2 separate regions of the Macaca mulatta genome follow, and region 2 is linked to region 1. The links are chromatin contacts, called in public Hi-C maps. All regions are on one chromosome and are shown on one strand. The core of a region is the stretch at or near the end of the contact, and the rest is flanking DNA. Distances in the headings are between cores, read along the strand shown. Region 1 holds the start of HECW1 (HECT, C2 and WW domain containing E3 ubiquitin protein ligase 1). Region 2 holds the start of PSMA2 (proteasome 20S subunit alpha 2).

What was found. A called contact is a pair of places that touch in the nucleus more often than the background predicts.
Region 2: a Hi-C map of fetal cortex germinal zone shows a contact between it and region 1, with 4 times the contacts expected there. The contact joins the promoter of PSMA2 here to the promoter of HECW1 in region 1. A contact is called at or near these places in 2 of 14 Hi-C or Micro-C datasets (fetal cortex germinal zone and fetal cortical plate).

Annotation. Positions count from the first base shown.
Region 1 is chr3:85,260,431-85,267,562 of T2T-MMU8v2.0, reverse strand. It overlaps HECW1 (HECT, C2 and WW domain containing E3 ubiquitin protein ligase 1), which reads left to right and starts at 4,505. Exons shown (of 29, transcript NM_001265810.1): 1 at 4,505-4,744.
Region 2 is chr3:85,451,139-85,458,270 of T2T-MMU8v2.0, reverse strand. It overlaps PSMA2 (proteasome 20S subunit alpha 2), which reads right to left and starts at 3,285. Exons shown (of 8, transcript NM_001266881.1): 1 at 3,217-3,285. The coding sequence starts at 3,257. MRPL32 (mitochondrial ribosomal protein L32) reads left to right here and starts at 3,468. Exons shown (of 3, transcript XM_001097622.5): 1 at 3,468-3,615; 2 at 6,053-6,234. The coding sequence starts at 3,486.

The DNA.
Region 1 (7,132 bases), core at 3,256-5,755:
CATTGTATCTAGAACATTGAAAGAACTCTCAAAACTGAACAATATAAAAGCAAACAAACCATTTAAAAATGAGCAAAAATTTTGAGCACTTTACTACAAATGATAGACGGATAGAAGAGAAGCACAAAAGTAGATGCTCACCATCATTAGTCATTAGGAAAGTCCAAATGACAATCTTGTATTATTGGCTACAATTTGTTCCTGTGCAGAGACTGTGTGAGATAGCTTCAACAGCTCGGTCCTTTTCCTCCCCTTGTTATAGTGCATTCACTTCTGACATTATGTTGAAGGCCTGTCCCCAAAGATAAAGCCTCGGATCGATTCAAGTTATCGTTTTCTCAGCATTGTAGGGACCATTTGTGAATTGCACTCTGTTTGCTAATCTTTATCTGCATGTGGCCTGAGATGAGCAGGTGAGCAGGCATGTCAGCCCCTCCCTGGGTCCTCCTGGGCCTCGAGTTACAAAAGGTGGAAAACACAGTTGCATGGGCATTATGATAATACAGGTGTTTGTATGTGCATCTCAAAACCTTCATCACCTTACGCCATTGTATAAGGTTAGTATTAGGAGGGACACATTGGGACTGTGACTTATTATTGTATTTATAACAGTATTTTGAGTACATTAGAAACTTAATAAATATGACTACTAGGATGGCTTTAAGATTCATGCCATGTCTTTTCCTTTCTCCACCGAATACTCTTCTCTTTAAGGTTAGGGCAGCTGACATCTGCAAACTCTAGATTCAAGGTCTTGTGCTTCAAACAAGACCTTAAGGAAATTACGGAACTAACATAGCCTTTTTGCTTTCTTCTGTAAAATAGGATCATGCTACCCAGACTACAGGGGAACTGTTAGGAATGAAAAACAAACAGGCCAGGCATGGTGGTTCACGTCTGTAATCCTAGCACTTTGGGAGGCTGAGGCAAGAGGATTGCTTGAGCTCAGGAGTTCAATACCAGACTGGGCAACTTGGCAAAAACCCATCTCTACTAAAAATACAAAAAACAAATTAGCCAAGCATGGTGGCACACACCTGTACTCCCAGGTACTCAGGAGGCTGAGAGGAGAGAGTTGCTTGAGCCTGGGAGGCGGAGGTTGCAGTAAATGGAGATTGTACCACTGTACTCCGCCCTGGGCACTGGAGTGAGATCCTGTCACAAGAAAATAAAAATAAAAAAGGACAATACACAGGAGTCTGTATATGTTGCCATTGTCCCTGGCCTGTAGAAGCTGCTCTATGAGGTTTCTTTATCTACTCAGGATGCGAAACTTTGTGTACTGCTACTTTAATATCTTTTGTCTTCCACATTAAAAAAAAAAAAGCAACTCCTCGGGAGAATAAAGCACACCACAAGGATTGCTACATCAATAACCTCTGTGAGAGATGTTGACTTGTCATCTCCATGATGGATAGAACAGAGAGCAAACATCTCTGAGCCAAGTTGATGCTGATTCACTGAAAATAATGAGGTGAACATCCTGGCAATTAGTTGAGGTAAAAAAATTATCCTTTATTGTGGTTTGGTGACATTGTGCTAATTTAGAAACCATGGATGCTGGTTTATGTGAGAGTTTTTGTTTTCTTTCAAGTCTCTGGTTGGAAACATCACATGGTTGGTTGCTGTTGCTGTTTACTGCCACAGCCTGTTCAAGTCTATTCTCGGAGAGTTTTCTTCATATAGGAATTGATACTAATCCAAGTGTAAAATCCGGAAAAATGTGTGCACAGCTTTCTGTGTGGATTCTTAGCTGAGGTTTGAAAAGTGGTCTGCTTTGAGCTCATCTGACCAGAAGATCTGACTGCTGCCGGGCAAAGAAAAGGGTCTGTCAGGAAAGGACTGGGCACCCCAAGTGCAATACGGAAAGAGAAGGGCTGTGACTCCTTTCGAGAGGGGCACAGCTGGTGAAGCTGCCTTCACATCGTCCAAAGTTTCCAGTTCTGGAAAGTTCCAGCTGTAAGAGTGAAATCAATGCCAAGAGGCAGGTCAGTGGAATGAGGGCCACTGAGAAACTAGCCACAGTGGGTGGAAGGGGAAGGAGATTTGATTTTGGGAAGTCTGTACTCAGGTCTTCAGTAAGGAGTTCTGAAGTCAGGGTGAAGCCTTTGTTTATTCTAGAGGAGGCGGGGTTTGGAGTCTGGGAAAGAAGATAACTTCTCAAAAAGTGAAAAAAGCTCATGTAAAGGGTGCTGGACAAAATAATGGGAAGGAATAAATCAGCATTGTAGAGAATGTGGTTGGATCATAAAATCCCAGGCTATAGAGATTATGTGCTCAAAGCCTCTGCATTTTATGTGAACACACACAAACCAAATGTCGACCAAATGCACAAAAATGTGCATACATGGAATAGTCAGCCACCAATAGTAACCAGCATTTCGCTTCTCTTTGCATCTCAGTTGGCTGTACCTGTAAGGGTCTAGACTTTGCCTCCTTCTAGTTCTAGCATTCTGACACTGTGTGCAGCGAAACAGAAAACCCGGTTTGGGAGTTAGGTTTGCCCAACAATGGATATTCTGGGGTGATTTTCATCCTTTGCATTTGTCATTACGATGTTTGTTTTGTGTGCTTGTGCAGATACAGGACGGTTCCTGAAATGTGTCTCTGAGCATTCTTAACTGTGTGTAAGGTAAGTCAGGAAAGTGTGTAAGACAGAGGCCAAGAACACCTGTCACAGGGCACCCGCCTAGAGTGTCTGTACTGCATCCTTTCTGCTACACTGTTTGCACACACACAAAAGGGCCGAGGAGCCGGGTCTGGTGTTGAATCTGCCCAGAACGCGTGCTGGGTGTTGGAAGGATGGGGCCGGCGGTAACAAGAATCAATATATATTTACCGCGGGGGCGGGGGTGGGGGTGCGCGGAGGCTGCAGGGCGGGGCAGCGCTAATGAGAGCAAGCCCGGCTTGTGGTTGGTTCTGGAGTCTGGTACCCACAGAGGAGCAGGCAGGGAGGGAGGGGATGCAAGCGGGAGGATAAAGCGATGAAGTGTGCTGCGTTACCGCGCATCAGGCGCTGTTGTTGGAGCCGGAACACCGTGCGACTCTGACCGAATCGGCCCCCTCCACGCGCACACACTCGTCGAGCCGCGCGCGCCCCTCCGCCGTGACAGTGGCCGTGGCCGCCGCTCGCTCGGGGCACCCGGCAGCCAGAGCGAGGCGAGAGCGGGCGGTCGCCAGGGTCCCCTCCCCAGCCAGTCCCAGGCGCCCGGTGCACTATGCGGGGCACGTGCGCCCCCCAGCTCTAACCTGCGCGCTGACAGGAGCATGATCTGTGCCCAGGCCAGGGCTGCCAAGGTAAGCGGGCGTCGCGCGGGGACACTGCCTGCCGCCCCTTCCCCCCGCCCTTCTCTGGGCGGCTTCCCCGCCGTACGCGAGGCCCCGGCAGCGCCCTCCCTTCCCGGGGACGAGATCCACCCTCCTCCCCACCCTCTCGCTTCTCCCGCGAGGTTCAATTGTCAGCCTGGGACGCGCCGCCGCCCGGGCTGGGCCGGCATCCCCGGGTGGCGACCCCGGCTTGGGTACGGCAGGCGCACCCGGCCCTCCTGCGGGGCACGGAGAGAAACAAAGAAGCCCCCAAGCGGGTTCGCAGCGCCTCGCCCGCTCCTCAGCGCCCTCCCAGAGGCGAGGAGGTGTCAGGGGAGGGGGCGGAGAGACCTACGTAATCCCCCTTCCCAGCCCACACCCACCCCTTGTGAACCAAAGCTCTGGATTTGCGCTTCGCCTTGGGCTCGCTTTTGAACAATTGTGTCCCATGCAATGCCGGTGGTTAGCCCAGCGAGCGCCCGGAGCCTCCGCACGGGCTCGCCGGTGCTCGCTCGAGGGGCGCGTGGCCAGGTCCGGCCCTTGCTCCCATGGATGGTGCAGGAGGGGAGGAGGCGCGGTGTAGGTGCTCCCCCAGCGCCTCCCTGTTCCCCGCCGGCTGCGCCGCTCAGCCGGGCCTGCCACCTGAGTTTTAGCGGGAGCAGCCCGTCATGTCGCCTACCGTATTGCGACTTGCATACAGGCAGGGAGGGAGCCACCGGGGGAAAAAATGCGTCCGGTCCATTTTTGGCTGGAGGTGCGCTTCCTGCTACCCCTACGTTCCCGGGCGGTGACAATGCAGCAAAATCCGAGGGCTCAAACAATGTGGCCCCTCCATCCCCGGCTCCAGGGCATTCTGATTGCTCTGCCGCTCTGACGTCCCGGCCAGTTGGCTGATTTTCAGAGCCATGATGCGCGGTGTCTCTGTCTTGCACACAGAGGCTGGGCACCATAACTTCTTCCCTGCCGAATTTCAGCGCGTGGGGGGAGCTGGCAGGGACACAGGCTGCAGAGATGCCCGGCTTCCTGTGGTTCCGGGCACAGCGCGCCTCAGTCTGCATTGGGCTGACACCAGATAGCATGTGGGGATTTTCCTAGTTGCCGAAGAAGATATTATTTGACGTTGCTGTAGTTTTGTGCTTACTTCTCTTGGAATCTGCAGTGGTGCAATTCTCCCCTTGTTTTTTCCCCCTTCTCTTTGAAAAGATATCAATGCTATGTTCAGCAGAAATGGATACAGCAAGAGCAACATAGTTCAAAAATTGAGGGAGGCATCTTCTCTCTTTTCCTGGGATTTAAACGCTATTTAGGAGGGCAGATGCCCTACCCGAAAAGGCCAACCTTTAAAGACCCCGGCAGTGTTGTGGTCCAAGGCGTCTCAAAGCAGGTGGCCAGATCTGCGTTTCTCATCAGCGGACTCGCTCCGGCTGTGGCTATTACGGTAATTCATTCTAGATTGGGGATTCATTTTAAAATGTGTGTTTTCCACTAAGAAGGGATTAGAGTCCACATGCCCACCCTGATATGAATGTGTGTGCCTGTTTGGTAGAGAGATAGATTGTGGTAGAATTCCCTGTTGCCCGTTCCCTCCGCTTGCTGCCTCCTCTGGAATGTGGCATTGGAAAAACAAAGCACTATTTTAATTCCTAGACCTCCAGGCAAATTGGCCGTTATAGTGTTTTATTTACTAAACCACGTTCTGACTAATTCCACACTATAATCCCAGTCTAGCGCAGTTGGCTGCTTTGTGGAATGACAGTTCTCTTTTTTTGTCTGGGGCAGTTTTTTCCTGAAGGCAAATTGCCTAAGTTTGTTTAGATTGTGACATTATTGACTTGGTAGGGAGGCCACATCCTGAGCTGGAACAGCCCATCAATGCATCAATACAGAGGGACTGCAGCTCTGTTATTTGTGTATTTTGACTTGATTCCTTTTACACTCTGGCTTGTAAAGATGGATGTATTACAAGATCACTTTGAGCTTTACCTTCTATTATGCTTCCATCTGATATGATTGTTAACAAAAGAAATATTAAAAGGCCAGATGTGATATTGAAAAACAAGCCTGAGTCTTATTCCATATGGTAAAGGAAGTTGGACTTGTTGTTTTCTATCGTTCTTTCTGGTTCCAGCATTCTGTGGTAACTGACAGAGGAGTAAGAAAAGTTACCCAGTGTTGGAAAGGCAAATAATTATAACGTGAACCATGCAAGCAAACCAAGGATTGATTATAGAATCTATGGCTTATTTTTATACCTTGCAGCTTTTAAAACCCAAGCGTCTGCATTTTCCCCATAAGTGAAATTACTCACCAACTCAAACAGGTCTTTTTTTTTTTTTTTTTTTTTTTTTTTTTTTTTTTTTTTTGTCCACTATAGCAAAACATTTGGTGGGGGTTGGGGAAAAGAGAAGAAAATTGAATTAATTGGATAACAGGTTTTCTCCTTTTGTGGAGTTATTCATTCCAACCCCATCTTAGATAATTAGGAATTTGCTTTTTCCAATAATTGGTTTTTGTTTGTTTCTAATGAGAGACTCCAGATAGCTGTTTCATCCTATGCAGTAATTGACAATGGCATGAGACTTACTTTCTCTGATGTAATTTGGTGTTGCTCACAAAACTTGCTAGTGCTGTTGCTTGTTATAAAAATGGTGAAGCAATGATTGGCCTAAATAGGCAGGCAGGCAGGCAGTGTTTTCATGCGCTATGGTAATTTTTATAATTTAGGTATAGTCAAGGTATTTGTTGATTCATGCTTAGCCACACAATTTTCTGTAGTTGTGCACTCATTTGTTTTAAGTTACAATCAAAATAACATCCTGAAATTACATTCCCTGCAAGGCATAATTAACCACTTCTCCTATTTTCCTATAGCCTTTTTGTTCATAGAGCCAAGATAGCATTTCAATATTGAAGTTATCTGAGTTGTAAATGTGCCACAGTCTCCTTATCTAAATATGGGATGAGCTTCTTCAGAACAAGGATATGTTTATATTCATCTCTCCAGCACCTAGCAGTTTGCCTGGTACATCATGTGTTCTCAGAAATGTTTATTGAGTGGATTTCAGGTCATAAAAATGCCCTCTAATTGTATAGGCAGGAGGTAGGTGGGAATCCTTCACTTTGTGAGTCAGCTGGGGGAATCAGAGAGGTTATGTAAGATGCTTAAGGGGGAACCGAGAGCCAGGACTCAAATCCAGGCCTTCTACCACGCTGCCTCTGAGAGAGGCTCCACCCACCCTCAGTGAACAAAAAAACCTGTAGAGAATGAGTTCCTATGCTGTAGGTTTTGGTTATTTATTTTTTCCTTGAATGATCTGGATTATCCATTTTGACAAAATTTATCTGATAACTGCTCTGTTCTGTCTTGCTCTGGCCTTAGAAGGAAACATGACCCAAGCACTCTGTCCTCTAATCCACACTTAAACAGAAGACGTGAGCACCCTTCTGCCCACTGTCTCTCTAAGTCCTGATTCTATCAGTTAGAGCTTGCTAGGATGATGGACATGTCTAGGGAATGTCTACTCATTATTTGCTCAAGCAACATTGAACCACTGTAAATGCTTCTGAAATGACCTACAGTTAGACCAGAGACAACCATCCTTCCTGGGCCAGCCAAGCTTGACTGAGTCTCCCAATAGTCAGGTTTCTAGACTAACAGGTGTGACTTACAGACATCAAGACACCTGCTTCTCTCCCATTTACCTGCTTCCTTTTCCATCTGAAAAAACAGGACAAGCTACATTAGGAAACCAGGAAGTTGCAATACCCACATGTCCTTTCTGTAAAGCAATTGTTGGCACATTTGATGTTCACGGACTTTTAGAGA
Region 2 (7,132 bases), core at 2,036-4,535, 190 kb before region 1:
CCTGTGAACTCTTTTCCTTCAATCATGTCCTAACGGAAGTTGCCCTGACCCCTCAGATTAAGTTGAATACCTATTCACTGATGCCTGTGATGTCCTGTACTTCCTCTTTGCCTAAGATTCATCATATCTGAATTATTATTATTATTATTTTTAGAAACAGGGTCTCGCTATGTTGCCCAGGCTGGTCTCAAACACCTGGTCTCAAGCAATCCTCCTGCATTGGCCTCTTTATTATTTTTACAATATTTGTCTTCCTCAATAAAGTCAGCTATGTTCAGTCAGGATTCCAGCACATAACCTAGTACCAGGAATCTACAATCATTTGACTGATAGAGACACATCTAGACCAATTAAAGAAACAGACCTAAGGGTGACAGCTCTAAGGCTCTTGATATAATTAGTTAATTTGAGCAGAACAACATCAACTGACATTTAAATTAAAAAATTAAGCTGAACTTTTTTTCCTTTAATAGTCACTATTTCAATAATCATGTCATAACTTTCTGGGTCCATCCAGCTTTCAATTATTGTTCAATACCTAATTCATATACCCCTGGGTAACATTTAAAGGTTCATATAAACTTAATAGTTACCTTTTCTCTGTTCCTATTAACTGTACTTACCTATCTTTACCACTGCGTGAAAGCTCATTGACCTGTGAGCTGGCTGAGCAATCAACCATCTTTATATTCCATAATGCCACTGGCCCATTCCATAGCATCAGTATCCCTACATGGAATAACTGAAATAGCCTTCTATCTGGTTTTCCTTTCTCAACCTTACTTCCACCCCCAGTCAAAGTTGCCTTTGTACCATGTCACCTCCACTTAGATTTTGTAAGAACTTCTTTGTTCACTTAAAATAAAATTTCCTTCTCTGGCCTACAAAGCCCTATACGATTAGCCCTCTCCCACGTCACCTCCTTGCTCACAATAGCACATTTGCCTCATTTTCATTCCTTTAAGAGCTCAAGCTCCTTCCCAGTTTCAGGGCTTTCAAACATGCTGTTCCCTCTGTCTACAAGTCTCCTTATTTCTATATCTTCAAATAGCTGCCTACTTTTAATCTTCCAGTCTCAAAAATCACCCCGAAGCACAAGCCTTTCCTGATTACTCAATCTAAAGTCATATTCCTTTCTTCACCCTTTTTAAAATAAAATTCCTTAGTAAGAGAATTTATTAGTAGGCACCAATTTGTTTACTCATTTATTGTCAATTCCCCAACCAAATGTACTCCACAAGAACTGTTTCATCCTGTATGGTGCTAGTCCCTTCCACCATTAGTTTAATTCTGATTACGAGAGGCTAGAAAAAAATATTTTATTTTTATTTAAAACAGCTGAATCCACCATGTTTAAAACAAACAAAACATAAGTTTGGTTTTTCTTAAAAAAAATTTTAGACATGGGGTATCGCTTTGTGACCCAGGCTGGAGTGCAGTGGCAGAATCACAGCTCACTGCATCCTAAACTCTTGGGCTCAAGTGCTCCTCTCGCTCTCAGGCACCCAAAAGCTTGGATTACAGGCACATGCCTGGCTAATTTTTTAATTTTTTCAGAGATAGGGTCTTGCTGTGTTGCCCAAGCTAGTCTTGAACTCCTGGGCTAAAGTGATCCTCCTGCCTCAGTCTCCCAAGTAGCTGGGATTACAGTTGTGAGTCACCCTGCCTGGCCAAAAGTTTATTTTAATAAAGAAATTTGTTACAAAAAGATTGAGTCCTGAAGGTATACGGTTGTTTTATGTTTTCAGCTCCACTAGGATTACACTTTCTTTGAGATAAAAGACCACATTTGCAGCCCGGGCAACATCACAAGACCCCAAGCCTTAAAAAAAAAAAAAAAAAAAATAGCAGGCAGGGTGGTGCACACCTCTAGTGCCAGCTACTCCAAAGACTGAGGCAGGAGGATCCCTTGAGCCCAAGAGCTGGAGGCTGCCAAGTCCCTGTCTCTAAAAAGAGGACCACATTTGTTTTCTTCACAAATATGAACAGTGAATACATCCTGCACACACTCTTCTGTCATATGTAATATGACACTTTTTATTGCATAATTAATCTTGTTCAAAGGTTACAAAAAAAAACTATTACGTACACTCACTGCTTACTGAAAACTGCCAAGAGAAAGGTACTTTTGGAATTTAAGACATTATGTAATAGAAAGTGTATTAATTTTTGTTATCAGAAAAAAATCCAGTTTGAATGTCAACTCAGCTACTAACCGATGACCTCAGACAAGTTATTTAATTTGTACAAGCTGTGGTTAGTTCATCTGTAAGAAGCTGAGATAACATTCATCATAGCAGTGGAAAGAGATGGAGCAGGTTACGGTTAAGTTGCACCTACACAGAAAGTACTCAACAAGTTAAATCCCGCCTGCCTTCAGTTGTCAGGACTACATTTGAAGTAAACTGGGCATTACTGATCCTTAAGAAAATGGGTAAGTCAGAAAACTTCCCCAGTCAATTTTTAAAAGTCTTCGTTGATGACTTCCTCACATTGGGAGCCACGGTTCGCCTCAACTATTTTGGAAAGTAAACTTACTATTCTAATCCCCTGTTCTACAATAGAAAAGCCTACAAACTTGTTTAAAGTAAACATCCCCCTCTGCGTTCCCCCTCCACACACCAAAAAAAAAGGCCAAAACTCAAACTGTTGCCTCGTTGTTAAGGGTTCACAAAAAAAGTGATAGGCGCTTTCGGTTTTTACTCCTTATGTTTCTAATTCATGCATCGAAGAAATCGAAAGCGGGAGGTTTTGAAAGACACTAGTGCCAAACGGAGACCAAGACTTCGACTTAACCGTAAAGCTGAGAGTTTTCCAAGAAAAGGGGATCCCACATATTTGACCATGATTCCGAGTTTCAGAAACCACCGCATCAGGTCCACTTGAGCCAGGAAAAAAAATCCTGGGTTCGGAACGGGCCACCCAAAGATGGTTGAGCTAAAACTGCCTTCTTTTCTAGTCTCCAAAGTGAAAGCGAATCCTTGGCTATGTGCCTCACCGTCCCGCAGCCCCCCGATCCTCCAGCAGCCTCCGACCAAGGAAGCTCCAGGAATCCCGAGCCGGCCTGGCAAATGACTTTGCAAAGCCGCATTTCCACCTCCATTCTCTACTGGACCCTCCAGAAGCACCAATCCCGACGTCAGGATGGGAAAAACTAAGTCGACAGAGCTCCTGCAACCTCGACTACGCTGAGGACCTCGAGGGCCCCTTCCATACCTGAATGTAGTCAGCGAAAAGCTGTACCCGCGCTCCGCCATCTTTACCCGAAGAGCCAAAGCACATCCGCATACATGCGCACTGTGGCCGATTTTCTTTCATTTCCCCGCCCCTCGCCCTTCCTTTTCTCTCTATGATTGGAGGAGAGTCAGAGCTGCTCCAAGAGCATGCGGGGTGTTGTAGTTCTAGAAAGGGAGGCTTGCCCGATTCTGTGCCTGTGCGCATGCTGAAAGCAGGGGCGGGACCGGGGCGGTCTTCCAGCAGGGAAAATGGCGCTGGCCATGCTGGTCTTAGTGGTTCCGCCGTGGCCTGCGGCCCGGGGCCTGCTTCGAAACTACTGGGAGCGACTGCTGCGGAAGTTTCCGCAGAACCGGCCGGGCTTTCCCAGTCCTCCGTGGGGTAGGTAAAGAAGGGAGAGGGGACTGATGACGGGACCTCGGGCAGCGTCGCAGACGCAGCTTACACTCTTAACCCTCTCCCGGGTTCTCATCCGCGGCCGCACGTCCGGGACGTAGTTCGTGACATTCACATATTAGCGAGAACATGACTGTTTTTGCGCTCCCTCCACCGCAAAAACAAAAAACAAAAAAAACTTCTGCTTGCTCCATTCGTACACAGGATGTAACCTTGTGTCAAAGATAAATCATAGCCAGCCAGTAATTAAAGTGCTGAAAACGGATTTTATTCAGTAACTACTGCAGATAAAGAGCTGAGCGCCATCCCGGTTCGTGCAGAGGTGACTTGGGCGTTTTAAAGGGAGAATGAGCGAGGCGGGAGTGTAGGGGCTCTGTAGAGTCAGAGAAGTGTAGTACAGTGAAGTCAGTGCAAATGTGATTAGCCGGCCGTGTCTGCTAGCTCGCAGTTATCTTAGGTAGGATTCTGTCCTCCCGCAGATAGTGGGAGACAAAGGCCCTATCCTTCCTAATGATTAGATATCGAAGGAATGGCTCTCAGGGCCTTGAGAGAAACGCTTCCGAGTTAGTTGCAAGGGATACGTATTTACAATTATGTGCCCTTTCCAGGAAATGCTCTAAGGGAGTTCAGGGACCTACTATCAGGAGTATGTTGGCTAAAATAAATAGGAAATTTTCCAGGCAGCGTTGAGCTTTCTCAGGCAGTCACTTTAAAGGAGGGCCGAGGTCATCCTAGGATACAGTCTTATGCTGCTAGAAACTATGCTAGAGTTTGGTCAAGTCTGTTGAGTTCAGGGATTTGTACAGAGTTGTCCTCCGAGGACAGTTCTGCAGGTCTCACTTGGCATCAAGGCTCACCACTCTCTGGATCTGTCTTTCCTTTCCAGCCCTGTCTTCACCTCACCTCCCCTTCCCCTCTCCCCCTGTACTCTTCCCTTCCCTCCCCTCCCCTCTTCCCTCCTTTCCTCCCTCCCTCCCGCACAGTACATGTTTTCTGTGGTGTTTGAGCTCTGAGGAGATGAATTCTGTTTCCCATATTTCACTTGGAATTAATCTTAATTGGAAGTATCTTGGATGTTGAAACTGTCATTGCTTTGGCATTTACATTCTACTCAATTTCTAAGCAGCCTGAAAGTGATAATATCCAGAAATATACCAAGAAAATATATGCCACTATATGCCAAGCAATGTGCCAAGCTTTCTACATGTACTTCCTGGGATAATCTTGACAACAGTCGTATTAGGTGTATACACTTTCCAACTGAAGCAGTAGGCTCACAATGGTCCCAAGTTCACAGTCCGGAGCCTGTGTTGTTAATCACTGGGGCATGCTTGGCAATACTTGTGGACATACTGAAAATAAATGCCAATTGTTAGGTGTTAGAGAGCTGTGTGCATTCTTAAGAGTTCTTAAAATCAAAAGAAGTATGGCGGCGGGGCGCGGTGGCTCACACCTGTAATCTCAGCACTTTTGGAGGCCAGGGCGGGTACATCACCTAAGGTCAGGAGTTCAAGACCAGCCTGGCCAACATCGTGAAACAGTCTCTACTAAAAATACAAAAATTAACCAGGCGTGGTGGTGCACACCTGTAATCCCAGCTACTTGGGAGGCTGAGGCAGGAGAATCACTTGAACCTGGGAGGCGGAGGTTGCAGTGAGCCAAGATCATGCCACCACACTCTAGCCTGGGTGACAGAGTGAGACTCAGTCTCAAAAAAAAAAGAAAAGAAAAGAAAAAAGAAGTATGGCACTTGTGAGAAATAGCAAGGAAAGGGTAAAGGAGTCTCTTGATTTTTATAAGCAATTCATAGTCACATAAATAAGGCCATACAGAGAAATGGTGAGCTGGCTCTTTAGAGAGCAGACAGGAATCAGTATCAAATATGAGGAGCTAAGTGACTTAAGGGGTTGTATCATAAAGGACCTGACTCAGTTTGAATATAAGAAAGGGCCAATTGGCAGTTACATCAGTGCTGATCAGAAGTATATTCAGGAAATCTGTCTAGATTTACTTGTAAATTAATCAGGTATTTACTACCCACCAAGTATTAATAGAATGTGGACAGTTGAGTGATTCTTTGCTTGTTTTGTTCAAGTTAGGTGCCTATCTAACTTGTTAAGAAACTTGATGGAATTTCACTGATCTATTTTCAGCAGGATCCACTAAGAAAAAATTCTGTGTTCCTTAAAATTGCATTGTATAAGCTTTAGTGTATTTTAATAGCTAAGGTATCCCATTATTGAGTTTCACATTCTCAATTTTATATGTAGTCTCTGTGTGTGTGTGTGTGTGTGTGTGTGTGTGTGTGTGTGTGTGTGTGTGTGTGTGTGTTTTACCATTGATTGTTAAGGAAAATGATATCTGTAAATAGTAATTTAGAAGCTAGAAACTAATTCTGTATCTCTTATGTTTTATTTCCTAGGACCAGCATTAGCAGTACAGGGCCCAGCCATATTTACAGAGCCAGCAAATGATACCAGTGGAAGTAAAGAGAATTCCAGCCTTTTGGATAGTATCTTTTGGATGGCAGCTCCCAAAAGTAGACGCACCATTGAAGTTAACCGGTGTAGGAGAAGAAACCCACAGAAGCTTATTAAAGTTAAGGTAATGCATTGATTTTTGTGGGTGTGCTTTTCCTCAAGTCCTCCACTGAATAAGCTCATGGTAGATTCCTATAGCCTAGGAATAAATTCGTCTCAGATTATATGTGTCTACTTTCCTCTGGCCTAAATGGAATACAATATTCTCATTATATATGCCTGCTGTCCTCTAGCCTGAGTATTAGAAACACAGTTAAGGAAGGAGTGAGTTTGGAGACTGGGCAAGGAACGAGGCTGTGAGGTGCCTACATGACTTTTGAATTGTGAGCTGTGCCAGTCTTGAGCTGTGTGAGTTTTGAACTACAGATGAGTAAACATCCTAACTACGGCAGAGCCTAGAATTAAATTGGAAGCAGTAGGTCTACTGAATCTTGGGTTTTACAAGCCCTTACATATTTATTTTTTTTAAATCATTTCCAATAAAATACCATGAAGGAAAACCCTAAGATAAGTAATAAAATAGCTAACAACGATTAAGTGTCTATGATGTATCTCAGTGCCTTATGTTTATTATATCTCATCATGTCTTCACAATAGCCCTCCAAAGCAAATAAGATATTCTTCATTTTTAGGATGAAGAAACTGAGGCAAAAAGAATTTGCCTGTGGTCACACAGTTATGAAGCAGTAGATTTTCGAGCTCTGATTTTTGACCTCATGTTCTTTTGAAGATTTGCTTTGTGTTCTCCTATGCTCAGACAATTTCATATTCTCCTCTCTGACAACATGGATGTACTGTCTTCACTGATCTAGTAAAAAGAAAAATTACAATGTGTATGACCTCTGATCTGTTCATGTATGGTTTTAACAGTTAGGATTTCAGTTACTGTTTCCTTCATGGCGTTCCACAGCAGCAGCACCAGACCGATGAAACTCAAGAACAGAAAACTGACTTTCATAAGC